3 separate regions of the Mus musculus genome follow, and regions 1 and 3 are each linked to region 2. Evidence: chromatin contacts called from public promoter capture Hi-C data. All regions are on one chromosome and are shown on one strand. Each heading gives the region's core, a stretch centred on a gene start, on an enhancer-like site or on the middle of the called end of the contact. The rest is flanking DNA. Distances are from core to core; before and after follow the strand shown. Region 1 holds the start of Dcp1a (decapping mRNA 1A). Region 2 holds the start of Ercc6 (excision repair cross-complementing rodent repair deficiency, complementation group 6). Region 3 holds the start of 5830448L01Rik (RIKEN cDNA 5830448L01 gene).

Evidence for each region. Promoter capture Hi-C pulls out the DNA fragments that hold promoters and counts their contacts.
Region 1: a promoter capture Hi-C map of pre-B cells shows a contact between it and region 2, with 2.2 times the contacts expected there. The contact joins the promoter of Dcp1a here to the promoter of Ercc6 in region 2. A contact is called at or near these places in 3 of 39 promoter capture datasets (liver and pre-B cells), 1 of 484 Hi-C or Micro-C datasets (CD4 T cells) and 1 of 9 other capture datasets (liver).
Region 3: a promoter capture Hi-C map of neutrophils shows a contact between it and region 2, with 2.7 times the contacts expected there. The contact joins the promoter of 5830448L01Rik here to the promoter of Ercc6 in region 2.

What each region holds. Positions count from the first base shown.
Region 1 is chr14:30,477,008-30,481,582 of GRCm38.p6, forward strand. It overlaps Dcp1a (decapping mRNA 1A), which reads left to right and starts at 2,558. Exons shown (of 10, transcript NM_133761.3): 1 at 2,558-2,809. The coding sequence starts at 2,615. It also overlaps a transcript of Cacna1d not described here.
Region 2 is chr14:32,512,241-32,516,232 of GRCm38.p6, forward strand. It overlaps Ercc6 (excision repair cross-complementing rodent repair deficiency, complementation group 6), which reads left to right and starts at 1,281. Exons shown (of 21, transcript NM_001081221.2): 1 at 1,281-1,359.
Region 3 is chr14:34,672,764-34,676,819 of GRCm38.p6, forward strand. It overlaps 5830448L01Rik (RIKEN cDNA 5830448L01 gene), which reads right to left and starts at 1,905. Exons shown (of 1, transcript NR_165636.1): 1 at 208-1,905. It overlaps Wapl (WAPL cohesin release factor), which reads left to right and starts at 1,165. Exons shown (of 19, transcript NM_001004436.4): 1 at 1,165-1,597.

The sequences.
Region 1 (4,575 bases), core at 1,308-3,807, 2.0 Mb before region 2:
CTTTCTGAGCTAGCAGGCTTTCACCCTAGCAGTTTGGCTCCTGAGTCTTCACTGGTAAAATCAATCGATTGAGATTTTGTTCAAAACAGCTATCTGCCAAAACTAAAACAAAGGCCTAACCCCATCAAAGTCCATAAAGTTCTGGGAAAGTCTGAAACTGTACTAACCTTGCTTTTTAGCTCCTATAGTTCTATCTGGCTAACTGCTCTTCTTAACTGAAGAATAACAACCCAGAACATGGTTTTTGTACTTAAAAGTTGACCCTGAGAAAGGCTCAGGATCCCAAGCACCCAGTGTAGTTGCCATCCAGCTAATAAAGATTGGTTTTTATTGGCTTAAATCCATGTCTGAGCAGTCTTCTCTGACGAGTAACCCCAGCACTCAGGTCCAGAGGCTTACAAATGCCTATAAGTTAAGGTCCAAAATGCCCAACACTCTCTTCTGGTCTCTGCGGGCATCCCTGCACACTTATGTCAGCATAAACTTATACCAACACATGCACACATAAATAAAAATGTAAATAACCTATGGAATTAGCATACAGAGGGAAATTGAAGGTAAAGAAAGTAATGGGCTCCTACCCTCTACCACTGGGTAAAAGGTAGCCTGGATGTGAAGCAAAAGATCCCAGAGACTCTAATACCAGAATACGACTGACTAGTGTGGAACTGTGAGCCACTCACCTCTTCCCCTCCGGGCTGAATTAAAGCATCAGTTAAATGCTAGGTTCCCACCTCACCACCGAGTCACGATGCAAATCTCAGCCCTTGCTTTACTTTCCCGAGGAACACCTACTCATCCAAAGCACCAGTTCAGACCTCAGCAACTCCTTGAAGCCTGCCTACCCGAAGCCAACCTCAGAAGTCGGCTCGAGACACCCCAAGGCCATCATGTTCTTAGCACAGAGATGAATGTGCCCCAGAGGGACAGAGAGCATGGATAATGAACAAAGACAGGAGAGAGGGGAAGAGGACGAAGGGGAAGGAAACAAAGAGGAGGGGAGGAAGGGAATGAGAGATATTTGGGGAGGAGGGAATAAAGGACTGCCTCTGGATGTCGAGGCAGAAGTGGCCCACAGGCAAACGGCAGTTAATAAAGGTAAAAGGGGAAACCCCACAGTAGGATGTGTTTAATTTTAATTGGGCACATTAATTAGGTGAACTAAAGGGGGCTTTTGATTGCTGGACTTCAATACTTTTATAGCTGGACTTTGGTAGTCGGCCTCAGGAGAAAGAAGTGGCTAAATTAGGGACTAGACCTTGGTGGCTAGTGTTAGGAATAAAATCTAACAGTTTTTAGCAAGGCAGAGGGAAAAGGGGAGAAGAGCAAGGTCTGCCAGAACCTTGCCTGCCATGCTGGAACTGGTAGTGAGGTTCCTTCACTACCTTTCCTGGCTCAGATGGCAATAAGGACGCCACCCTCTGGAATTCAAAGAGAGACATCTATCATGGGGCTGTTTGCTTGCGTTTAGTTTCTCCTAGAGCCAAAAGAGTTGGAAGCTCGGAGCTGGCAACCACTCAATAAGATCAGTGAGTGTGTACAGAAGTGAAGGGTGAATAACCGATAGGCGGCTGTTCCAGCTTTTGTAGTTGCTTCACACGCGGTTCTGTCAAGAATGTAAAGTTTGCCCTTCCATTAGTATGTAAAACCACAAGCAACACAAATATGTGGGGGTACTTTGAGAAAATGTAAAGTTTATCCTTTCAAAAATGTTCATTTGTGCTGAGATGTCTTCAATAAAGAGAAACGATGGTTTTTAAAGCAACTCAATGAAAACAGCCTGAGCACTTTGCTTTACCTCTTAGTACTTCCTGATCCCTTAAAATGCCCAATAAATGTTTTCTTTTTAAAAGAGATCTACTTACTATTTTAAATAATAGACGTCTCTATAGAACAATAGAAATATTTATCTGGGACCCAGATGAGGAAAAAGACGAGCAAAAGAGGGTAGGCCAAGTCTATTGTAGTTCCAGGCAGGCTAGTTTGGCTGCTTTGAAACATTTCTTTCAAAAGTTACCAAACTGTTAAGAGTGAAGGTGCACTCTGAGGTCAGAAGTGACGGACAGCTCCCCTTCCTCATTTGGACTGAGTTTTCTTTTTTCTTTTTTTAAAGATTTATTTATTTTATGTATATGAGTACACTGTAGCTGTACAGATGGTTGTGAGCCACCATGTGGTTGCTGGGATTTGAACTCAGGACCTTTCGGAAGAGCAGTCAGTGCTCTTAAACGCTGAGCCATCTCTCCAGCCAGGTCTGAGTTTTCTAAATGGTACGTGGAGACCTCATGTCCTCAGCAGCAAGCATTTCGATTCTGCGCCGGAACCCGAGTTAGGGACTGCGCTGGGGTGCAGCCTCCCCGGCAGGAGTCAGGTTCATTCAGGGAACCGGTTCACACCCCGCCAGGTGAGAGAGGTCTCCGGACTATCAGCTCACGGCTCCACCGCGCAGGCGCGGGGGCCTGTCTCTTCCGGCAGACGCGGCCCGAAGAAAATCGGAACCAGGGCTCCTGGCGCACAGGAGCAGCGGATGAGATTAGCTGAAGTACCACGCTCGGCAAGGCTGGGCCGGTAGGCGGAAGTGGAGGGCTGACTGAGCTGGGGGAACTTTGCCTGGATGGCACTTTCCTGTTCCACAGTCCGCCCCCGCCGGAGGGGCTCGGCTCTGAGATCCAAGATGGAGTTGTTGAGTCGAGCTGAGCAAGAGATGAGTCTGGCGGCCTTGAAACAACACGACCCCTATATCACCAGCATCGCAGACCTCACGGGCCAGGTCGCCCTGTACACTTTCTGCCCCAAAGCCAACCAGTGGGTGAGTGAGGCCCGGCCGGGGACAAGGCCAGCCTGGCCGCTGCCGCCTCTTAAAGGGACCGCGCAGACAGCTGAGGATTGGGGGTGGGGGAGAGAAGCAGGAGCCCAGGACCGCAAAGGCGAGGCCGGGACCTCTCCCAAAACCGGGTCCGGAGCCAAAGAGGTGACCGGGGCACGCGGAATTGAAAGAATGTAGCGGAAGGAGTAGACCAGAGACAGAGCAGGGAAATCGGATGGAGGAGAGAAACGAGGCAGGATCAGTCTTTTTGGGTCGGTTCTCGGGGCTTGAGGTTGCATTGGTAAAATATGAGACAAGTTAATTTTAACAAGTGAGTGAAAGCCTGTGTTTGAAGACTTTGAGGACTCTTAGATACATGTACTTGATGGAAGAGTCCGCTCCTCTTTCCCTGCCGACCTAAATGTGATGGTTTGGATTTGAAGCTTTAAAAATCAGCTTCAGGAGTTAGACCAGCTTTAGTCGAACTACTCTGTATCTCTGGAATTTGAGGAAAATTTTCAAGGCTACTTCAGTAAGAACTGGATTCCTTGGAGACGTTTGCAAGAAAAAGAGACCAGTGCTAGGACCTTTGATGGCTCCCTTCTTTTGGGATTGTGTGAGTGGCATAGAGTTGCAGAAGTTACTTTGTCTACTCGCAGATTCTAGTTAACCTCAACTCGAAGCACCTGTGTACACGGCCCCTTTTCTTGTGCTCCGTTTTTCCTCATTCACTCATTGGGCTATACAGAGGTTCGGTTTTAGAACATTAAAGCTCAACACCTGCGCTGAAAACCCGAGTTAACGCTGTTGCAGCAAAAGAAAGAATACTAATGTTCGATTTTCTTGTTTATTTCTTGTAGTACAGGAACTCAAACCCAAGACCCCCTGATAGCAGGCAGGCACTGTTCCTCTACCACTGGGCTATATACCCACCCCGAGTTACAATTTCTTAGTCACATTTTCAGTTGTTTATTTTAAAACCCTACCAAATTTGCCTAAGGCAGAGAATGGTTTCTATCCATGATTCTTAACAAAGTTCTGAAAATAATAAATTGTGTTTGGTAACCGCAAAATGTGTAACTTGTGAAAATATTCCTAAATCCTCCAGAAATGAAACAAAGGATCTTATAAGAAAATTTCCCAAGGGTAGGGATTTAGCTCAATGGTGCACAGCTGTGCATCATGAGCCCCAGGCTCTGAGTTCAACCCTGGTATCAGGGTTGAAGAAAGTTCTATTCTTTTTCTATAAACTTCCATAGACTGCTTAAGTTTGTTTTGTTTTTTTATTTTGGTTTGGTTTTTCTTTTTTTAAGTTGCAGTACACAATACCTTGACTGTAAATATTAAGATACCTAATTGAAAGGTTTTTGTGTTTACAAAGATAAAACTGGGGCTGGAGAAGTGGCTCAGTAGTAGCTACGAGCATTTGCTGCTCTTCCTGAGGACCTGGCTCAGTTTTCCAGCATCCCCATGCTGGTTTATATCCATCTGTAACTCTAGTCCAAAGAGATCCAATGCCCTCTGCTGTCCTCTGTAAGCTCCACACACACATATGTTACAAAGACATATGTATGCTGACAAAACATTCCTGCACCTTTTTTAATTGAAAAAAAAAACTTAATACATAAAAATAATAAGTAAAGCTAAGTGTGTGTGTGTGTGTGTGTGTGTGTGTGTATGTATGTATGTGTGTGTTTTCCTTTAGCTGTTCCTTACTGGTGGAAATAGACATAGGCTACAGATGAAGACATATTGTTGGATTAGACATT
Region 2 (3,992 bases), core at 31-2,530:
AAATGTCTTTAATGAAATCTTTTGACTCTGCTTCATAAACTGGCGGGTTGCTGGGGATGGCAGTGAGGAGCCTCTCACTACTGCCCCCCAAAGTTTTGTGCCTTTACACTGGACTTCGTGCCAAGGACCCTGACAATTCCACCTTCTCTATTCTTGGCATTTCTGGGCTAATTAGTTCCCAGTTTAATTCAGCTACCTCTTGGGAAACTGGGCTTTTTCTTTGTAAATTCTCACCTAAGCGAGACCACCTCCAGGATTCTTGGTTGGGTAAAGAATGTTACTACTTGGCTTAGATAGTTAATATTAGTTAACAAGTATTAAGTGACTTAATGTAGTTAAGCCATCTGTTGTAGACCTGCATGTTGTACATGCACTCAGGTGCTCTGCCCAGGTCTTGGGGTGGTGTTGGTGAGCGGTCATAAAGGTACGTTTTCCTCTTCGGTTTTAAGATGTGCCAGATGACTAAGGCGGTGAGGTGAGGATGTCAAAGCAAAGGATTTGAGCACCTTTAGCTAGTCACTCATTGGCAGACTCCCTTTTCTTTCTCTAAAAATGATTTCTGAGTTCGAGGCTAGCCTGGTCTACAAAGTGAGTTCCAGGACAGCCAGGGCTATACAGAGAAACCCTGTCTCGAAAAACCAAATTTAAAAAAAAAAAAAAAAGAAAAGAAAGAAAGTTTGGTTTCAGACCCAGGGACAAGGGACTGAGATGCGTATTTTACATATCAAAGCCTCCAGGTTTTCCCAGCATCCTTCAGTCCGTACCTGGCATACCATGTCTCAGTCCCTACCTGGCATACCCTGCCCCATAACCCTGAACTTCCCAGCCCAGGGCCTGGGCTGCCCTTCCCTCAGAGGTTCCTCCCAAAAAAATCCAGGCATTTTGCTCTCTCCTTCTCTCTCTACGCATACACGACCCCCACCCCCACAATGGCGACTTCAACCCTTGGGGCCAGTGAACTCGACAGACAACCGCCTTCCAATAAACCTGCCTTTAGTATAATCTGGTTTAAATTGGCTTATTTCACCGGTGGTGACGGAGAAATAACTTATTAATATCTTTTAATTCATAAAACTAGATAACATTTGTCAAGAATGATACAAGCCGCTCAAATGGCTACAGACTGACCACACAGTCCAACCTAGCCCAGGACAAAGGCCACGCGCGGCTCCCTTTGGTCAACGCACGTGGCAAACCCTTGCTTACAAACGGCTCAGCAAGGCGCAGGCGCCGTTGGTCCTGCCCGCCCCCAGAGGCGGTGCTTAGCACAGGCCTAGGGCGCATGCGCTAAGGTTTGTCTCAACGCTCCGTCGCGGCGGTAGCGACGAAGAATTCGTTTGGGCAGCCGCGTGGTTCTGGGTGAGTGTTCGGCAGCCGGACAGAAGGCCGGGTGAGAGTACTTGCGCCTCGGGCTCTCCATGAGGCTGTGGCCCCGCGCCGTGGGCGTCTAGCCTTCTGCGGCGGAGCCCGTCCGAGCGAGCCGCGGCTTCGCCCGTGGGCCGGATATCTTCCGGCAGGCGCACCTGAAACCGGAAGTGACGTGTGGCGCCGGCTCTCACCTGAGCGGAGGGCACGGGGCAGTGGGGGCGCGGACCAGCCCCTTGCATTTGCTTCTGGGTTTGTGAATGGGGCCCGGCGTGCAGGGCCTACAGGGCTCTGGTGGGTCTGGATGACGATGATGGTGTCCTTGAGAGGGAGAGTCAGGGTGGTGCATACCCGGCGCCTTCCGTAAGATGCAAAGTTGAGTGGGAGGGACAGAGCTGTAAGTGCTGTAACCCGGTACCCTTCGCGGTGTCATCTTCACCGCTGTCCTTCTCTTCCGAGCCCTCTCGTCTTTTTCCTCCTGACTTCATCCTATTAGCACTGCACTGCTATTTCTCTGTTATCCAAAACTGGTCTTTTACGAGCATTAATTGGGTCCTGCTGTTGTCACGCATCCTTAAACTTTTTGAGAGCCATTTCAGTGAAATATAATTTAAGAGCATACCCCCCCACCCCCCGCCCCCGGACCCGTGTAACTTGTCCCTTCTCGCTTCAACACCGTACTTATGTACAGATAACTCTCCAGACCCTAATCCAGCTTGGTTGTGGCCGTAGAAAACCCAAGTCACAAGTCTGGTTTCCTAGCTTTGTAACTTTTAGATGTTTCTGGAACGACTGAAAGATTTACACAGCGAGCAATACTATAATCAGCTCTTGAATTTTGGTTACAAAGTTCTCACTGAGTTCCAGCCTTTATTCATTATCTCATTTCGAGATGCTAACTCTGCTTTTGACCTTGATCAAATCTCATTAATCTTTTAGAGTGACACTTTGTCAGAGAGGCCACCTCACACCTTACCTTCACAGTTTTACTTAGGTCTCTCTTAATTGCCGAGTTATGTAACTTCTTTTTATGGCCATCACCACAGTTGCCCTTGTATATATCTATACTAAAGCCATTTTTTCTTTAAATGCCTGGCCTCCCAGGGGACTAGGGGGAACTGCCTCATGCCTCATTTGATTGAGTCAGTAATTTTGTCAGTGTGTGATTTAGTTCACCTCTGAAACTTTAGTGCTTTGATCAAATCCTTCTTTACATTATACTCCCCCCAACCCCCATGTGCATTCTCTCGCCCACACATGCAAGCTCTCTTCTGGCTATAGCTAGAAGCTAAACAGCTTTTTGCCCTCCTTCCCCTCCCACCATGAACTCCAGGCTGTTAACTTCAGCTGCTCTTCTTGGCCCCTTTCAGTTCTTACTCCTTTGTTCTACCACTTCTCTGACCATCCCAAGGAATGACTTTTCTCCAAGGCCTACTGGTTACAAGAGGAGGGAACTGGGCAGCACTGGAGTGTTGCCAATCCATCATTTTGGAAAGCACACGCCTGCAGTGTTCATTTCTCATGGATAGACTCATTCTTCTCACATTCCTCCCCCATCCCAACTTTGACCAAGGAAAGGCCCAGGCTTCTTCCTTGTGGAGTTATCTTCTTTGTCAACTCCCTTTTGTATCTGTGGGCACCAGGTGTCACTCTCCAGCTAGAGGCAGATGAAAGTGCTATGCCTTCTCCACCTTTCCTGGTTGCCGCACAGTTTTCTGTTCAAGCATCTCTGAAGGACATTATGTTGTTTTCTTGCCATGTATGTACACACACACACACACACACACTTTTTAATTTTAATTTTTTTTTCCTCTTTTACTTTCCAACAAAACCTCGGGTTATCTATCACCCTTTCTCCCTTATGTAGTCAAGGTCCTTAAAGTGGTAGATTGCCTCCCTGTGTCCTCCCTTGCCTTGCTGCCTGCTGACCTCAGACAGTCTGGTTTTTAGTTTTTGTGTCTGTTGCTCTACTGGATTCAACCATCCCTCCACATCCCCTTTTTGTTCTTGTTGCTTGTTTTCCAACGGTATAGCTGTGTGGCTCAGGCTGGCCTGTAACTCACAGTGCTGCTTCAACCTCTCAAGTGCTGGGATTACAGTGTGCGCCACATGTCCAATGAAAAATTTCTTTTACAGGTATCCCCAGCGAGCTGCCCAAGTCCAGATTGACGGAATCCTGCTTTTCTTCTCTAATCTAGTCATTCATTTCTTTTTACTTTACCCTGCTTAAAAATCAGTTTCCTCAAAATTTCATTTGTAAATTTATCTTTGACTAAAATGGTATTGATAATTTTGGTTAAATTAATATATTTTAACTTAAAAATAAATCCCTTTATACATGAAAAATAGAAAAAGAAGTTCCTATAAACTCTTAAGTATGTAGATTTTTAATTCCAGCTCTTACAGGTAGGCTCTGAACCAGAACTCCACCCTTCTATTGGAGGGCGACTTTTCCTCTGAAGATAATAAGAAAGACCCTAAAGTGAGGAATATTCTCTTTTTATCATCACCCTCCTCAGTGATGGTCTCTGGGACCTCCAGGCCTGCGTGCTCTTAGAACTGTGTCCACATTTGCCCAGCCCTTCCCTTCCCCCTTGGACTCAGATTTGCATTGGGACCACAAGATG
Region 3 (4,056 bases), core at 655-3,154, 2.2 Mb after region 2:
CTCACTTCTCCTAAGGGAAACTGTTTTAGAAAGCTATTTTCTCATTGAAGGTTTAAAATAAAACCTCTCCAAGTTTCTCAACCAGGTGATTCACTGACATGAAAAAAAGTCTCTGCAGAAGAAAACTTAAAAATACTCCGTCCATCATTCACTACCTTCTTGTCCGGGACTAGTTAGTTGAAAACCCAAACCAAAACAAACAATCCGTCCCCCCCAAACCAAAACTTTATTATGAACAATTTGAGACATAAATACTGGTATGATAGCATATGTGTACATATCCCACAGCTCCAACATCGAAGGACATCCTCAGTTAATTTATTCCCTTCTTTCCCAGTTTCCAGAGGCTTAGTCTAAAACAAAATAAACGTATTGGATCATTTTACCTATCAACACTTTAGTGTGTGTGTGTGTGTGTGTGTGTGTTTTAAATTTAAAGCCACATTACCGTAAGCACGTTCGATAAGGATGACGATAATTCCTTAGTAACATAAAATACTCGGGGAGCGGGGGTGGGGTGGGGGTGTGGGGTGTCATTGCTAACAGGTAGGGGACAGAACTCCGTAGTGGGGACTGAACAAGAAAGGAGAGAGAGGATGAAGTGGCCGGCTGAAGCGGATCCCGGCTGCGAGGAGACCAGCACCCGACTGCTCCAGGTTTCGCTGCTCGTTTACCTGCGTTGGCTCTCTCGCACCGTCAGACCAGGTCAAAGGCGGCCCCAAGTTCCCCGCCTCCAAGGTCCGGGCGGTGGCCCAGCAGGCTCGGCGCAGCTGCACAAGTCTCTGTCCCTAGACACCGGAGGGTCCCTGGAGGGGAAACGATTGACACAGCTGCCTGCACTGTGCCGCGAGCCTTCCCGCGCTGCACCTGCGTCTCGTCGCGTGGCTAGGAACTGGGACTGGCTCCGGAGTCGGTGAAGTCCAGCAGGCCCTTAGCCAGAACCTATACCGTTCGCCAGCTCCGGAACCGGGCTTTAGACACCAGGACCTTGCGGAAGAGAGAACTACAACTCCCGTCGGGCCACGCGGTCCGACCAATGGTGGTAGCCGGCGCGTGCGGGGCGCGGCGCCTGCGCGGCGGTTTGAGTAAGAGGCCGTACGATTGGCTGCGGAGTCGGGCGGCCGCGCGGGGCCTGTGGGAAGCGGAGTGACGGAGCGAGCGGCTGTTGGAGGAAGGAGGTGGGGGGCCGGGAGCGCAAATGGCGTTGAGATGGTTCAGGGCCCTGTTCAAACTCCAGCGCTGACCATTCACCGGCGGAGGCGGCGGCGCAGAAGGCGGCGGCGGCCCAGCGGGGGCACGTAGCGGGCTCGGCACCGGCGGCGGCCGCCAGGGAGGCCTAGGCCCTGTCCGGCCGGCGCGCCTGAGGTGGGGAGGGAAGTTGCGGGGCCGCCGCTCACCCCCCACCCCCCCTGTCGCCCGAGCTTCCTATTTACCGAAGCGGAGCCGCGGACTGTGACGGCAGCAGAGCCCCTCGCCCCTCTCGGTGGCACCGGTCGGCACTGGTCTCTCGCGCGGGGCTCCCGCGCCCGCCCGCGGGCCGTTGGGAGCCGGAGAGGCGGAGGCGGCCCGAGGCCAAAGCACCCGCCAGGCGCCGAGGGTAAGTGAGGTCTCGGGCGGCTGCCTAGGCCCGGAGTGAGTTGGGGCGGGTGGAGGCGGCAGGGGCGGCGCGAGGCTCGTTGCTCACCTGGCTTCTAAGGAAGTTGGGCACCGGAGGATCGCAAGAAACTCTTTCCCTTCCCACCTCTTAATTTTGCCTTTTGAGTTCTTCTCCGGCTACTTGATTTGACTTCTCTTTTCCAAACCCGGTCCGGTTGATTTGAGTCCCGAATTCTTTTTCCCCGTCGTCTCCTCCGCCTCTAGCCGTCACCGAGAGGCCTTGCTTCGGGGACTCGGTAGCAGAAGCTTCCGGGGCGTCCGAAGCGACATCCCTTTCCTAGGCTGTGGGGGTTGGGAGGAGAAAAGTTGCGTGAGTGTCCAGCCCGAGGGGTGTCTCGGCTCCAGCCTCCGGGCGCACTCGCAGCCTCAGGTGAGGGTTTCTGTTTGCCCATTCCACTCTCCTCTCTTTATTGAAGCCCCCCTAATGCATTACCTTGGGTGTCTTTCCTGGAAGTGGCTAGGTTTCTTTACAGCTTCAGTGTAAGGAGGTTGGTTGGTTGTTTTGTATACCCTTTCCCTAATTTAAATCGCAGTGCACTTCCATCAAAAGTCAGCTGGGCTTTGGGATGAAGCGAAGGCCTCCCAAATCGAAAACAATCAGTTGTGAACCTTCTTTTCCTTTTTAGTTAGGACTGTTGGTGAAATTTGAAGCCAGAACAAGATAGTGTGTCTGAAATGTGCGTAAAACGTCATGCCAAATATATATGCTGAATTTGTACATATGTTAAGCTTAGATAATGCCATCGCAGTAGTCTGCTGACTTTTTAAAATGGACGTTATGGAAAACAGTAAAAGCAATCACGTAACTCTTGTACTCATATCTCCTGGATTCTGTACATAATAACTCAACCATATTTTCTAATCAGTACGCTCCCCATTCCTTAATATTAAAAAAATCACTGATATTTCATCAATATTTAATGATGTTAATACATCAGCGAATATTTCTGAGACGTGATCTTTTAAAAATACAGTTGTCTTATTACTTAGCTCAGTATCATATATTCATTTGCAGATCTTAATCTTGCACAGTGAATGCTTTACTGTTTTTTACGGTGAGTTTTTCAGATGTCATAAAGAAGATCAAGTCTAGATTTTTTTTTTTTTTTGGCTTTAGTCAGCATTTTTAGATGATTGCCATGTATGTGTGCCCAAAACATTCCAACTTTGTTGGAATGTATATATGTGTGTAGGTCTGCGTGTCTGTAGTCAGCTTAAAGAAATGACTTTTCTTGCCTTTGGCAGCTGCCCAATTACACTTGGTTTTGTTTAATAGGCTATACTTAACAAGAAAGACAATGAAGCTTGTTAGTGTTCAGAACTACAAAATGGAAACTCTCTGAGGAAAGCTAAAATTTCTTTTAGCACAGATGTGTACGATGACTAAATTATTATTTTATCTGATCAGAGTTGTTTTCCTTTCAAACATTAGGGTGGTGGTGAGTTGTCTTCTGAATATTTGCTGAACTAAATTGGATAGTGATTCGTTAAGTTATAAGAACTTAATAGAAATACTAAAAGTGTAGCTCAAAAATATTTGAAAATATAAGTTAAATATTATTCTTATTGTAAGTTTCCAAGTAATGAAGATTTTCCAAGCCCTTAAGTAATTGCTTACCTTCCCCCTAGAATTGATAAATTGATATTTAAACTGCAGAAGGCCAAAGTGTTAAGAAATGGATAATGATTGATTGTGCTATAAAAGCACTATACCTTATATTTTTTAAAGTGTTTGATTTTTTTTTTTGACTTTTCTTGTAAAATTTTTTCAGTATATTTTTGGGTAAATCAGGTAAATGAGTTTGTAAATTGAAGAGGAAAATCAAGGCTATATATTTCTATTTTATAATAATAAATCATGTACCTTTGTAAAATGGAGTTCTCCAACTTCAGAAAGATGTTACTCAGCAATGAGATACAGGAAGTAGAAGAATGGTTTCTTGAGTTTAGGGAGATGACCATTGAAGGAGCTTTTTAAAGTCAGTTAAAATCACTTTAGTCTAAGAATCAGAATCTTTAAGCTTGGGTAGAAGCTACAGATTGTACTCTATGAGAAAATAAGTTTTTCTAACCCTTTATGAGGAGCTGTAAAAATGTCAAAGAACTAAGTTTGGCCAACTGACATTGTTTAGATCCTGGAAAACTTAATATATTGTGACTAAAGATTTTGTTTTTGGGTGTTTACACTATTCTGATTAAGTTGTGTATGAAGATATGGAATTTGCATGTTTTAAGTTAGATTTGTAGGTATTGCATTGTGAGTTGGTTAGTAGTAAGCTTTTTTTTTTTAAACATTGTAAGTTTCATATGAATATGTCCTTATTGTAAAAACAAGCCAAAACACCACCAAACCTGATGTATGGAAGTAAAGGATGGAAAACGAACCTCTTCAGCTCACTT